Linked DNA regions of Mus musculus: region 2 is linked to region 1. The links are chromatin contacts, called in public HiChIP or PLAC-seq maps. All regions are on one chromosome and are shown on one strand. The core of a region is the stretch at or near the end of the contact, and the rest is flanking DNA. Distances in the headings are between cores, read along the strand shown.

The links. HiChIP or PLAC-seq counts read pairs in DNA pulled down with a chosen protein or histone mark.
Region 2: an H3K27ac HiChIP or PLAC-seq map of heart atrium shows a contact between it and region 1, with 6 times the contacts expected there. The contact joins two enhancer-like sites. A contact is called at or near these places in 3 of 115 datasets of contacts at active chromatin or transcription factors (cardiomyocytes, embryonic stem cells and heart atrium).

The regions. Positions count from the first base shown.
Region 1 is chr13:29,187,407-29,194,003 of GRCm38.p6, reverse strand. It overlaps a transcript of Cdkal1 not described here. Among named protein-coding and RNA genes, the nearest start is that of A330102I10Rik, 170 kb to the right of the region's middle. Within about 2 kb of position 3,208, at least 11 of the 459 cell types and tissues checked have an H3K27ac peak or open chromatin away from gene starts, as enhancers often do. A contact at or near this core is called in heart atrium, where this site is marked.
Region 2 is chr13:29,547,341-29,553,996 of GRCm38.p6, reverse strand. Cdkal1 (CDK5 regulatory subunit associated protein 1-like 1) reads left to right here. Exons shown (of 16, transcript NM_144536.3): 10 at 1,602-1,768. Among named protein-coding and RNA genes, the nearest start is that of Cdkal1, 310 kb to the left of the region's middle. Within about 2 kb of position 3,631, at least 39 of the 459 cell types and tissues checked have an H3K27ac peak or open chromatin away from gene starts, as enhancers often do. A contact at or near this core is called in heart atrium, where this site is marked.

The DNA.
Region 1 (6,597 bases), core at 1,959-4,458:
GAAACTTTAACACAGTAGGGACGCCCCACCCTGAGTGTGAATGGCACTATCCATGGGGCCTCTGACCAAACAAAAGGGAGAAATGAGAACCAGCAACATCCATCTCTCTCTCTCTGTTTCTTGATTGTGGACACAGTGCCACCGGCTACCACAAGATCCTGCCACCATGCCTTCTCCTCCGTGACTGAGTGTGACCTTACACTGTTGAGACAGAGTAAACCTTCCTTACTCATGTCACTTTTGTCAGGCACTTTGTCATAGCAACACAATGGAAACTTACACAACTGACTTCTCCATTTACCCCAGCTGCCTGATGGGACACCTTTCCTCTTCACTTGCAATCTTCCTTCCTACCCAAACAGTTCTCCATCACGACCCCCATTAACACACCTCTGTCCTGGTCCAGAACCATTACACAGGTCTCAGTGGTGGGTCTGGAGGAAGGTCTTTATACTTACGATACGGAACTACAGAAGTTCAACACTTCTTCAGTAGTTGAATCAGAATCCCTTGGGGGTCAGCCATGGTATTAGGCTCTAGATCCTCACATGACGTGAGTTTGTGGGCTGTACCCATGGGTTTGGTGATAAGGGTGAAGTGAAGGCCTCACTTAGTCTGTGGGCCTCAACTGTGTGCGGACTCCTATCTGGTTTTGTCAAAGAAGCCATTGTTCGAGTTTGATAACACTTGTGTCACCAGTAATGTGGATTTTAATTGGTAAGAGCATGATGGTACTATTTCCTGGTCATCCTCACTGCGAAATCCTGTAGGGAGGTGAAATGTTCATAGTTATGGCACAGGTATCTCTGGGTTCCCAGTCATAATGCCTTCAAAACATTACCAAAATGTTTCTCCAGGGATAGAAGTTCTTTGATTGACTCAAATAAAACAGCCTGCACTTGACATCATAAAAAGAAGTGTTTCTTCATGAAATATGAACTTCAACCAAACTGTGTGTTGCATCTCAGCCAGAGCCTATGTCCTCCACTGAAGAAGTTATTAGAGAAAAAGGCCAACCTTCCATTTGGACGGTCACCAATCAGATTAGCAATTCCTCTTAGAAGGAAAAACAGCAGAGGCAGTTATGTGCGGAGACTTTGACTGAACTCGGGCCTAGGATGTGACAGGTCCTGTCAGTTGTCACTTCACTGGGTCAAGGCCTGATCAGAACCTGTGCTCTGTCTAATCCAGGGCTTCAGGTTGGTATTTCTTCCCTGAATGACCTCTCTGTAGTTTGTGGTTTTGCTCAGTGAAGGTTTTTCCAGAAGCCAATGTGAGAAGCATGGGTTCTAAGAGCTTCTTTGATGAGAACCTTAAAATGATCTGGCATCCAAAATGTTTGGAAAACTTATCAGACTTTAATCCCTACTTGGGGATTCATAACAAACACAGAAGGCCTTCTTAAGCTCGGGTCATGTGGAGTTTCTCAAACACATGTGACTCCAGAATGTCTTTTTTCTTGCCAGCTACACGGAGAGAGACGTGTTCTGGAAAACACTGACACAACAGCAAACATTGGATCTAAGAGGCTGTGTCTGTGTCTCCACTCACTTTCTGATTGATCCTATCAGGAAGATATCAATGAGTCTCCATTATCTACATATAGAATGACTCTACACTACACTGGTCCGATCTGTCTGTCATGCAGTGAGAAATAAATGCCAATGCCAACAGCTCTAAGATAATGACAGGGGCCAGTGAGAGGGCACAGCACATAAACTCTTGCCACACAATCCTGATGACTTGAGCTTGACCCCTGGGACCTAAAGGACACTGACTCTTTAGAGCTGTCCTCTGCCATCCACACATGTGTGTCTATTCTCCAATCACACATCATACACACTATAATAATTAGTAATAATAAGCAAAGTAATGGGCTATTAAAATATTAATTTATATATGTATATGCCATAGATACAAAGAGCCAGCTTACTACAGCCTTTTCAGTAAAGCTGGTCCATGGCTTTGTTTTATAAATAAAGTTTTATTAGAACACAGCCATGCTCGTTTATTTACACATCATCTATGCCTAAGGATGGGCTGCAGTGGCAGAGCTGAACAATTGAAGCAGATGAACAATTCCTCCCAGGAAAGTGAAAGGCAAAGGCAGTTGCAACTGGCAAGGAACAAAATGTGCTTTTTCCTGTGTGGTTTGTAGAGACCCCCCAAAGTGTTTGCTGTTTGGCTGTTCACTGGAAAACAGAAAGAAAAACAAAAATGTGCTGACCCCTGACTTGTAATAAAGGATAATATATAGTCAAGGACGTGTTGTATCTATGGGAAGCGGAGTGACAGCGATGACTCTGTCATGTGGTACACATGGATAAAGCCCTGGCCTGATCCTTGGCTGGGGATAACTCCATCCTGCTCACCCAGGAGAGCACCAGCAAAACGGTGAAGGTGCTGCACAAACCTTCTCCTGATGATAACTTGCAACAAACCTTCTCCCGATGGTAACTTGGACGATTAACATGCCTGGGTACATGTCACAAAATCTGGAAAAGTTCCCAGTCCACCATAATTAAAAGGAGAAGTCAAAGAACATGCAACTCCAGGCGTTTAGAAGAAGCTTTGTGGCAGTTTAATGTAAACCCACCATTTGTGAGTTACCGCTGAAAGGGTGGTGTCTGTGTGAGGTTCTTGAAAACGTTAGGAAACAGGTGAGGTAGCTCAACGGGAAGAGGTGATTGCCACCAAGCCTAATGACCTGAGTTCAATTCCCAGGACCTCCAAGAGTTATCCTTTGACTCCCACCCGAGAAAGAGAGAGAGAGAGAGAGACAGAGAGACAGAGAGACAGAGATAGAGAGAGACAGACAGAGAGAGAGACAGAGAGACAGAGAGAGAGAGAGAGAACACGCTAGGGACTAGAAACAAATAGTCATATACCAGATCAATTGTTGAAAGATGAACAAATATGGAAAATCACAGTGACATTTCCAAACATTTCACCCTTAGGTGTTCTACTAAGGGATCATGATAGTTAAAATACCCAGAGAATCTGCATCCCAACATTCATTTTACTAATTTTCTAGAGCTTAGTAGCATAAACTCAACCCGCTTGCTTCATGCTCACAGCCTAAGAATACAAACAGCAAGAACCAGAAGGCATCCACCCCGGAGAGAAGAATGCTCTCACTGAGACTACGAGGGGGCCTGAAGGCTGTAGCTGGATTAATGTGTATTGCTACGGTGCCTATTCCTGGTTCCCAGGTCACGAGCTGCTAACAGCATCTGGTGTCCATATAGCTCTCCACTGAGGAATGCTTGCCGAGCTATTTGTAGAGTGCATCTCTAAGTGAGCACTTAAGACACCTCATGCTTTTCTAGGCTTCTCCCCCACTTGGCTTGGGTGTGAGGGCTGTGATTATGTTTATAACAGCAAAGGCTGACGTGCTTCAGTCACAGTGACATTTCAATGTCCTTTCTCTCCTAAGAACTGTTCTTGCAAGTGAAAACTTACCTCTTGGCCCTAAAAATTCTAGAAACTCATAGAAACAAGAGAGTAAAGATCATGACTTGGGATCAGACTAGCTAATTAACACTATGCCCATTTAATCCTGCAGGGCCACAGACATCCCATAACAATGTAGAGGCCAATGGCCTGGTCTTCTGCATGGATCTCAAGACTTTCCAAAGTTTCACAGACATGTATTATACTGTCCTCCACGCAATAGGTCTGTGTTCTCCTTATCAGACCCATCCCATGCTTCTGCGTGTCCCTGCAAGCCCGCTGTCATGAACTTTCCTGATATTCCAAAGCCTTTCCTCTGAACTTGAGAAAAGTAACTAATAATGTGCCCCACTTTTCAGAGTATATCATCAAGGCTTCTGAGGGAACTCCACACTGTGAAGGAACAAAGAAAATGTTGGAATTTGGCCTGAATTCTTTAGGAGCTGACAAGTCTCTGCTCAGGTCTAGGAAGACACTCAGAAGGTCAAGTGCTTGCCATGGGACCGTGAGCACCTACACCAGAACCTATGTAAGAAGCCAAGCGTGGTGATGCGTGTTAATAGTGTCAGCACTGGAGAGGCAGAGGCGAGTAGCAGCTCCTTGGAGCTTACTGGCCAGCCACCCTAACCTACTGGCCAAGTTACAAACCAGTGAGAGATTCTGTCTTTAAAAACAAGAGAATGTCACCTGAGGAAAAACACCAAGGTTGACTCCTGACCTCTATACATATATGTGTGCATATGTACCCACACATGAACTGAATGTCCACAGACACTGTGTGAGTATCATGTGACATGTTGGTGCTTACATATTTACTCACTGAGACTTAACCATTAAACCATGTTATCCCCTAAAGATGTCCCCAGCAGCCACAAATCTATCATGAAATATATCATGGCAATAAAAGTGGCTTGTGACAGGCAAGCTGCCACTGAAGTGTGTAAAATAATTTTTTAAAACTGGGTTAAAACAGTAGGAGGCATGATTGTCTACCAGAAATAAATGACAGTTGGAGGTCGTCAAATATAGATAGTTTCCCACTCCTGTATGGTCAATGAACTATTATTTTTAGTGTTCTCTCTGTCTCTCTCTCTCTCTGTGTGTGTGTGTGTGCATTTGTGTGTAATTACACAACATCTCAACAGTGCCCCCCCCTTGACTCCATATCTTGCCCAGAATTTCTTTGTATTCAAATCTAATGTTTAGTAAAGAGATCAGGAATGGATGGGTTGATATGTTGACCCACCAAAATGGATTATAAATGAATGATAGAGTTGGGGATAAGAAAGGAGAAAACTCTGAGGAAATAAAGCATACTTCCACAGTCTTATAGAGCTCCTTGCTATGTGAAATTGGCTGTAACTTTACCCTAATATTGGCCAGTCACAATTAATAATAATATCAACTCTTTGAGTAGCCTGTTAATGCACACAGCAGCATGCTGGAGGCTCTTTCTCATTAACCACTCAATTAATCACACCTTCTCCCTGGGGGAGGTATTAGCACTCTCTGTTTTACAGATAAGGAGCCAGATACTCAAAGGCTCAGCCCAACAACAGAGGACACTGGAGGCTGGCGATGTCATCATGAAGAGAGCTGGCAGAAATATCAAGTGTCTTTCATATTCCTGGGCTGCGCAGCTTATTCCCTATCAATTTAATTCTGACCAAAGGGTATTTTGTGGTTTCAAATTCTTGGTTGTGTGCTGGAACCCACTGGCATGGCCTCAACAGACAGCACGTCCTATGGTAATCTGGAGATCAACATAGAAGATCAGCATGCTGGCTGGACCAGTCTGTGCACTAGACTCAGCATCTTCCTTCGTCTTGGCTTCCCTTCTCATGTGTGATGCTATGCTTGCTGGTCAATTCTAGGGATGTGAGGGTAAAGGGTGGCACGCAGCTTTGCTTAGCCCAAGGATCTTGTGTGTTGATCCAGGACAGCCTGTGGGGCATGCAAACACTATATGCAATCTCTACAATGGGGCACCTACTCCCTGAAAGGCCTGTTAGCCTGCTGGACTGGCTAGTTTTATGTCAAGTTGACACAAGCTAGAGTCATCAGAGAGGAGGGAACCTCAATTGAGAAAATGCCTCTGTAAGATGTAGGCTCTAGGCAAGCCTGTAGGGCTTTTTCTTAATTAGTAATTCATGAGGGATGGTCCTGCCTATTATGGGTGGTATCATCCTTGGGATGGTAGTACTGGGTTCTATAAAAAAGCAGGCTGAGCAAGCCTCGTTGAGCAGGCCAGTATGCAATCCCCATACTTGGCCTCTGCATCAGCTCCTGTGTCCAGGTTCCTGCCTGGTTGAGTTCCTATCCTGACATCCTTTGATGATCATCTGTGATGTGGAAGCATAAGCTGAATGAACCCTTTCCACCCCAAGTTGCTTGGGTCATGGTGTTTCTTCACAGAAGTAGTAACCCCTAACTAAGACACATAGTGTGTAGTTCTCCATTCTGCAACCCATTTTTAATTGTGTTGGGGGAGGGAAAGTGGTGGTTTGACACATACCCAGTAGAAGGACTTTATGATCTATATCCATGCCACATCCCCAGGCCTCCTTTTGAAATAAACAATTCACAGAAACAAGTAAAGGCCGAACAGTAAGATGGCTCATTGAGTAGAAGCACCCAAGGATCTGAATTTTTTCCCAGAGGCCAACATGGCAGACTCTGACAAGTGATCCTGTGACCACAAGCATGCAAGGGCACACACACACACACACACACACACACACACACCACCCCTAAAAGTAAAATAAAATAACACACAGGGAAAAGGTGTGGAAGATGGTTGTTAAGCGTATAACTTCACACCAGAGCTCCTTGCCTTCAGAGGCTCGCTGTCAGTGTGCAGTAGTTTAGGACAGTTTGCAATATACATCCCTAAATAACCTGCTTGCTCTGATTCTTCGGCTGCTCAGAAAAGGTTTTTAATTTGTCTCTTGAGAGCTATGGGGGTTTTCAGTTCACTTGGATTAGCAAGCAAGGTCCAACTATTATAAATGCAACCTATTAGAATATTACAGGCTCTTTGGACAATGCTGCATAATAGAAGAAGGAGCTGAGAAGAAACATCGTGCTGCTCCAGCCAAACATAATACGGTTTGAAATAGAACTCTCCGAAGTTAAATAGTTTGA
Region 2 (6,656 bases), core at 2,382-4,881, 360 kb before region 1:
GTCTGGCCTAGAATTCACTATCTAAATCAGTCTGGCTGCCAAGATCTGCCTGCCTCTGCCTTCTGATTAAAGGTGTCCCTACCACACTCAGCTACATTACTGATTTTAATACTGAAACCATCCCCACTTTTTGTTTTTAACTGAACTTCTTTTTAATAGATTTTGTTCTTGTTGCTAATTCTTGATTCTCTTAAGTCATAACTGAGCCACCGTTCACAGTTACCCTGGGGTCCCCTGAGTCATGTACATAGTTATTTTTGCAGGTTTGAAAATAATAAAATATTAATATTATCTAAAGAAAGAATAGTTTCTGGAGCTCTTAGCTCCAAGCTGTGGGATGTATTGCTGATAATTAAAAGCTTTGCTGTGGGCATTCTTCTGTACAACTGGAATCTCTCCATGTTCATTTGTTGCCTCTCTTGGCTATTACAATTTAAATGTTCTTTGAAAGTCCTTTGTCATGAAATGTCCATTTTAAGATAGTTTCTAGAAACTTCTTTCATGTTTCCCACTGGAGACTACATTAATGCCCCTGTATGTTGAGGTCTTTATAAGCAAAGGATAAACTGAGCCTGACCTAACTTCACACTCACTTGGTTTACTTTAGCCTTTTGAATCGTTTGGCCTTTTGATATCAGCTAATCCTCTCACTGAATATGTGTTCAGGACTGGTCTGTGTGTCTGTCAGGAAACATTGGTGGCTATTGCTCATTCTGTTTCAATCATTTTTAATAGCACTAGGTGATCCAAAAGTATTCTCTTGTGGTTTTCGGAGGGCTCCTATTGGGAGCTATAACTACCTGCTTAGTTGTCCTTTCTGAGAAAAAGGGCTTGCTCTGTAGTCCAGACTAACCCGGAACTTGGAAACCTAGATTGGCCTTATACTTGGGACAGTCCTCCTGCCTCAGCTTCCTGGTATGTGCTGCCTATCCAAGCTCAAGCCACAGCATTTGAAGATAGGATTCCTTATGGCAACATAAACAAACAAACAAACAAACAAACAAACAAACCTTCCTAAGGTCTGAACCAGTTAGTGTAGAAGGGTTTCCAAGGCTTAGTTTGTGCACAGCCATCTTTTTTTTTTTAAATATGAAAACAAAGTGAGCATTATTTTAATTCAATAAAGGAAAACAGATTAAAGTAGTTACTATGGACAAAAATGGGTTTCTTATAATTAATAATTTGTGAGTTAATCCTTAACTGTGTTTGACATTGGGGGGGGGGGTTGGTAACAGACTGACTAATGAGTTCCTAGTCTGTGGAGGAACTGTCTCCATTCCCAGGCTTACGGCGTTCAGTGAGTGTTCTCTGAGTGGGTCTAAAGCTCGAGCTTTGATCAGAGTGCTTTGGAGAAGCATGCTTGAACTGATTGGCTGTGAATGTTAATGACTTCATAGGGCACACTGGTGATTTATGACATGGTTGAAACTCTCTGGTGTTCATAAAATGAACTTAATAACCCACTGCCACAGAGGGATAAGCTGCTTTCTCTCTGCATTTGAGTGCCCACCCTGCTTGCATAGTAGTGCTAAGAAATCCTGCATTAGAAGGATGAGCAGCTGTGTGGTGAAGGATTGTTAATTATCCTCTTTAATCCACAGAGGGTGTTTGTGAGATATGGCTGACCAGCGAGGACACCGGGGCCTATGGCAGAGACATTGGCACAGATCTCCCCACACTCCTGTGGAAGTTGGTGGAAGTGATTCCTGAGGGAGCCATGCTGAGGCTGGGCATGACAAATCCACCATATATTTTAGAACATCTGGAGGTAAGGGAAAGTCACATTGACACGCTAACACATGTCCCCAGCACAGACCATGTGATAGCCTCAGGATCATCATACAAGCTTCATTTTGAACCATTGTCACGTGTGTCTGTGGTCTCACAGTCCCGAGAGAGAATGAGACTTGCAAAGCTCCTCTCTCTATCATTTTATCCCATTGACGTTTGTGTACTTCCTCAATATTTGATTAATGTGTGTGTGCACGTGTGCGTGCGTGTTTGTGCGAATGTGTACCTGACTGGCCTGGAACGTGTTGGTCTCTAACTCAGAGATCTGCCTTCCCTCTGCTCCTGAGTGCTGGGATTAAAGGTTTGAACTACCACACTTTGCAGTTTATTTTCACTTTAATGTTTTTATATATGTCTGCATTAGTGTACACCACTTGTAAAAGGGTTCCCAAGGAGGGCAGAAAAGGGGGCTGTCTTCCTGGAACTAGAGTTACAGGCAATCGTGAGCTACTCCATGCAGTTGCTGGAAAGCAGGCTTGGATCCTCTGCAATAGTAGCAAATGCTTTAGCTACTGAGCCATCTCTCCACTCCTCCTTATAGTCATCAGTATTTAATGCTCCTTATGTTATTTAGGCCCCCTGGCATCTGTCCATGGGTCTTTGCTGCTTTTTTTTTTTTTTTTTTTTTTGTCTTTTAGTTAGTTTCTCTACAGTTAATTTTTTTGGTTCCCGTAGTTTGAGACTTTGCCTAGTTGAGAATTGCAAATATATTGGACTAATTTTGCAAGCAAGAGTCAGTATTCATGTTGTATTTTAACTGTTTGTAAAAATGCTGTGTCTTAAGTTGGAGGTAACTTCACAGTTTTACCTTTTTGTTTTTCTTCTGGAGAGTAGGGATCAAGTAGAATCAAAGGAATGGAGGAATTGAAACATCAGGATTTGTCTGTAAGCAAAGGAGGAAACATAGTTTAGGGACTTCTATACATCAGAATTTGACCTTTAGATTAGGTATCCAAATGTCAAACTAGAAAAAATTAGGCACATGTCCAAGGCTCTGTGGTATCTGATGGCAGATACCACATAAAGCCAAGCAAAGAATGTGGACAAAGGAGCAGTTGTTCCAAAGAAAAAGAACATTCTAGGATCCACAATTCTTATTTGAGAAACATTACTGTAGATCCAGAGTCTGGGACCCAAGCCCAAGTTAGTCACATGGACTGTTAAAAAAAACAAGTTTTGTTTTTCATTAAGGGTGTTCTTTGTACTACGTTTGTATAGAAAAGTTATGTTTCAAAAAGCTAAAAGCAACCATAGTTGCTAAATTTTACTGCCCAAATGGCAATAGTTATTTAACCATTAGCTATGTTGCTTGGAGGAGGTCGTGGGGATCTGGGGAGATGGCTCGAAGATTAAGAGCACTTACTGCTCCTCCAGAGTTGGTTTATACTGCCCGCACTGCGTGGCTCACAGCTGCCCATCATTACAGTTCCAGTGCATTCCATGGTTCCCTTTTCTGCCCTCTGACACTCCCCTACACTCACAGCAGACACTCATACTATATATATTTTAAAAATTATTTCAGTGAGCTTGTTGAGAGTTTTGTTACATAGCAACCTTAATATCAGTAGCATATTTTAGAAATCCTTCCAAGGGTTGATGACAAACTGGTAATGTAATATATGAAGGAGATATGTTTCGGGTTTGTTCTCCACATTTTTCCAGCTCAGTGTTCGTGTAGACATGTGATTTAGAGAATGACTTTCATGCTTCATACAGTGTTGGCTGATTATAATTTGCTATTTTAAAATGAGTCACAAGCATGTCAACTTGTACTTAACACTTTGACTTAACACTTGAGAAAAGCAAGTGCTCTCAGTTAAAGCGGAACTATGGCAGTCTCGCTGTGTTTGCAGGAAGTGTGAGGCAGGCATGGCGGAGGCCCGACAATGTGCTGGATGTGTCTTTGGTAGGAAGGGGGTTGGGCTTTACTGATACACAGTTGATGGTAATATGCAAATTCCTTTAGATTGGAAAGAAAGTTGATCCAGATTCTAAAGCAGTTTTGACAAAATTCAGGTAGGAAGAAATCACAAGGGAAAAAGAAGAAGATTGCTCAAAGGTGTCAGGCAAGTCCCTCTTGGAATGGACCCAGCATTTTAATTGGTGGCAGGATTGTAGCCACAGATGCTGTCTTCATAGCACGTGCCAGAGCAGACCATATAAAGCAGTGATTGGCTTGTTGGCCTCCCAGAGGTGTTCTGGAAGACCTTGCAGGACTCACAGTGTTGTTCAGGGTAACTTCTGTGTCTGGAAAACACCACATGGTCAGTTCCTGAATTCTAGACATGTAAAACAGGCCTGGCTCTTTTTTTTGTTTTTAAATTTTGTGGTGCTGGCAAGGTCCCAGGAATGCTGGGTATGTGCCCTCAGCTCTGCTCCATCCCCACCTCAACGTGATAAGAAATTATAATTGTCATGATTTAGTACTCTCTTATTTGCTTTAAAGCTGTCTTGGCCTTTCCTCATTCACTGACATTGTTTTAATCAAGAGTGCTCAGTAGATGAGTATGAAAGATTGAATAAAGAAAAGAGTTGTCTTCATTAAAAAACAAACAAGCAAACAAACAAAAAAACTGTAGAGCCCACATAAAATCACACACTTCGAAGTCATGACACTGTGAGCAATAGGGACAGCAAAGGATGGCGATGTAAATGAGTTTCTAGGATAAGAGCATGCCTGTAGAAAGTCATGGTTTCATGTTACGAAGAGTAGCATGAGATAAATGGAGACCTTCCTGAGAATAGGCCATCTAACCTGACACAAGGATCAAAGGCAGGCATACAATGGAAACATCCCAGACCTTTGGAAGTAAGAGCTATTAAACTCTTAGCATCTTGACAGTATATTCACACCTTGCTGGTACATCCATCCTCCTTGTTGCAGATCAGTGTTGTGGTTGACAAATATACCCTGTGTGACACAAAAGTTACCCTGGGTTTGAGGGTCCAAAGGAGCTTCAGAAAGGAGACTAAGTCAAGATAGTCAGTCCGTCACCCAGACCTTCTTCACCATCCTCTCGCTGGGCCAATTTCACTCAACAGAAAGTGTACTGGACTTACCTAGGATGCTTGGAAGACACCAAGAAAAAATGAAAAGAAGGGGCAAGGTGCTAACAAGGGCAACATGGTACAAGTGAAAAACAGGAGGAGGCCAGGCAGTGGTGGGACACCTTTAATTGGGAGGCTGAGGCAGGTGGATATCTGTGAGTTCAAAACAACAAAGGGAATTGGGTGAGGGCTGAAACAGTTGGATCAGGAACCTACTGTTCAAATACCAGCTCTGAACAGTAGTACTCCAGAAGGGAAGATAGGTGATCTGTTTGTACAACATGGCTTTCTGTGATCCAGGAAGATGCTTCACACTATAGACTTTAATTAAGGAGAATTCTGTTCTTTTCACATCTATGTGACTTGCTTGATTTCTTTCTTTCTTTTCTTTCTCTCTTTCTCTCTTTCTTTCTTTCTCTCTCTTTCTTTTTTTTGATATCTTGAAATAGTTTTTTTTAATTCACTTTACATCTCAATATCAGCTCCCCCTCCTTCTAGTACCTCTCCCTAGTCTTCCCTCCCTTTCTCCTTTGAGAAAGGAGAGCCCTTCTTCAACACTCCTCATAACCTCCCCACTCCATAGAGATTACAAGTCAGTTACAGATTTGTGCTCAGTAAGACATATGGCACCCCAAGGTTAATGCAAGCAGGGATACTTTCAACGCTCTCTATGCTTTTGTTTGGAAATATTTTAGTTACTACAATAGTCAGCCTCCTGCTACTCGTGATATTAGCAGGCTTGTTTCTAGCTAAGTGACCTTATCCTTTAACCTAATTGTGCACTTACTAGAACTCATGTGTCTGATGAAAGACAATGGATAGCTGTCAAGGATTCTGGGTACATGGTAATTTATGAACATTAATAATATGTTTGGCTTGGCAGACTGTTTAAAATGCCTCATAATGTCAATATAATGGCAGACTCAGGACCTGTTGTACTCGCATGTTATCAAAGTAGTTCAAAATTTCCAGACTGAACAGTTCAAATGGGATTTTTTTTTATATCTCCTCCCTGCCCAGGATTGATATTTTCCGGAACAATAGAAGCATATGTAAATAGATTCTGAACTGTTTTATGCTAAATATTTTCTGGGTTTTGACAAATAAAACTGTGTGTTGGGTGGTTTTAAGCAAAAAAAAAAAAAAAAAAGAAAAGAAAAGAAAAAGAAAGAAGAAAGAAAAAGAAAGGAAGGCTAAAAGGAAGGGAGTTATTTCTGTCATCAGCACACATGTGCAGGTCCACCCGACTGCTGGAACCTTCTCTTTTGCTCGTGCTGCTCACAGGTCTCATTCATCTTACTCTAGCACTTGCATGTAAACATCAGGAGGGCAGTACAGTCTTTGAAGATAGGGAGCAAGTTTATGTCCATCTGAAAATGGTGAGGAAGAGGAAGGGAGGAAGAAAAGTAATCAGGAAAGCTTACATTCATACATACATACACATGTACACATACCTATGTATTTATGTGCAGGTGTGTGTGTGTGTGTGTGTGTGTGTGTGTGTGTGTGTATGTGTGTGTATGAGTTTACCCGTACCAGTACCAGAAGGGACTATTTTGAGTGGGAAGGAAGAGATTTAAGGAAGAATCATGGGGTGGTATGATAACCTATAAGGACATACATATATGGAAATGTCATAATGGCATTCACACACAGCACCCATGTGGTAGCTGACAACCATTTGTGACTCCAGTTCTAAAGGATACCATACCCTCTTCTGGATTCTTTGGACATGAAGCACATGCTTGCAGGCAACGTACTTGTACAAATAATTAGCAATAAATTAATTTATAAAAAGAAAATGCTATAATGAAACC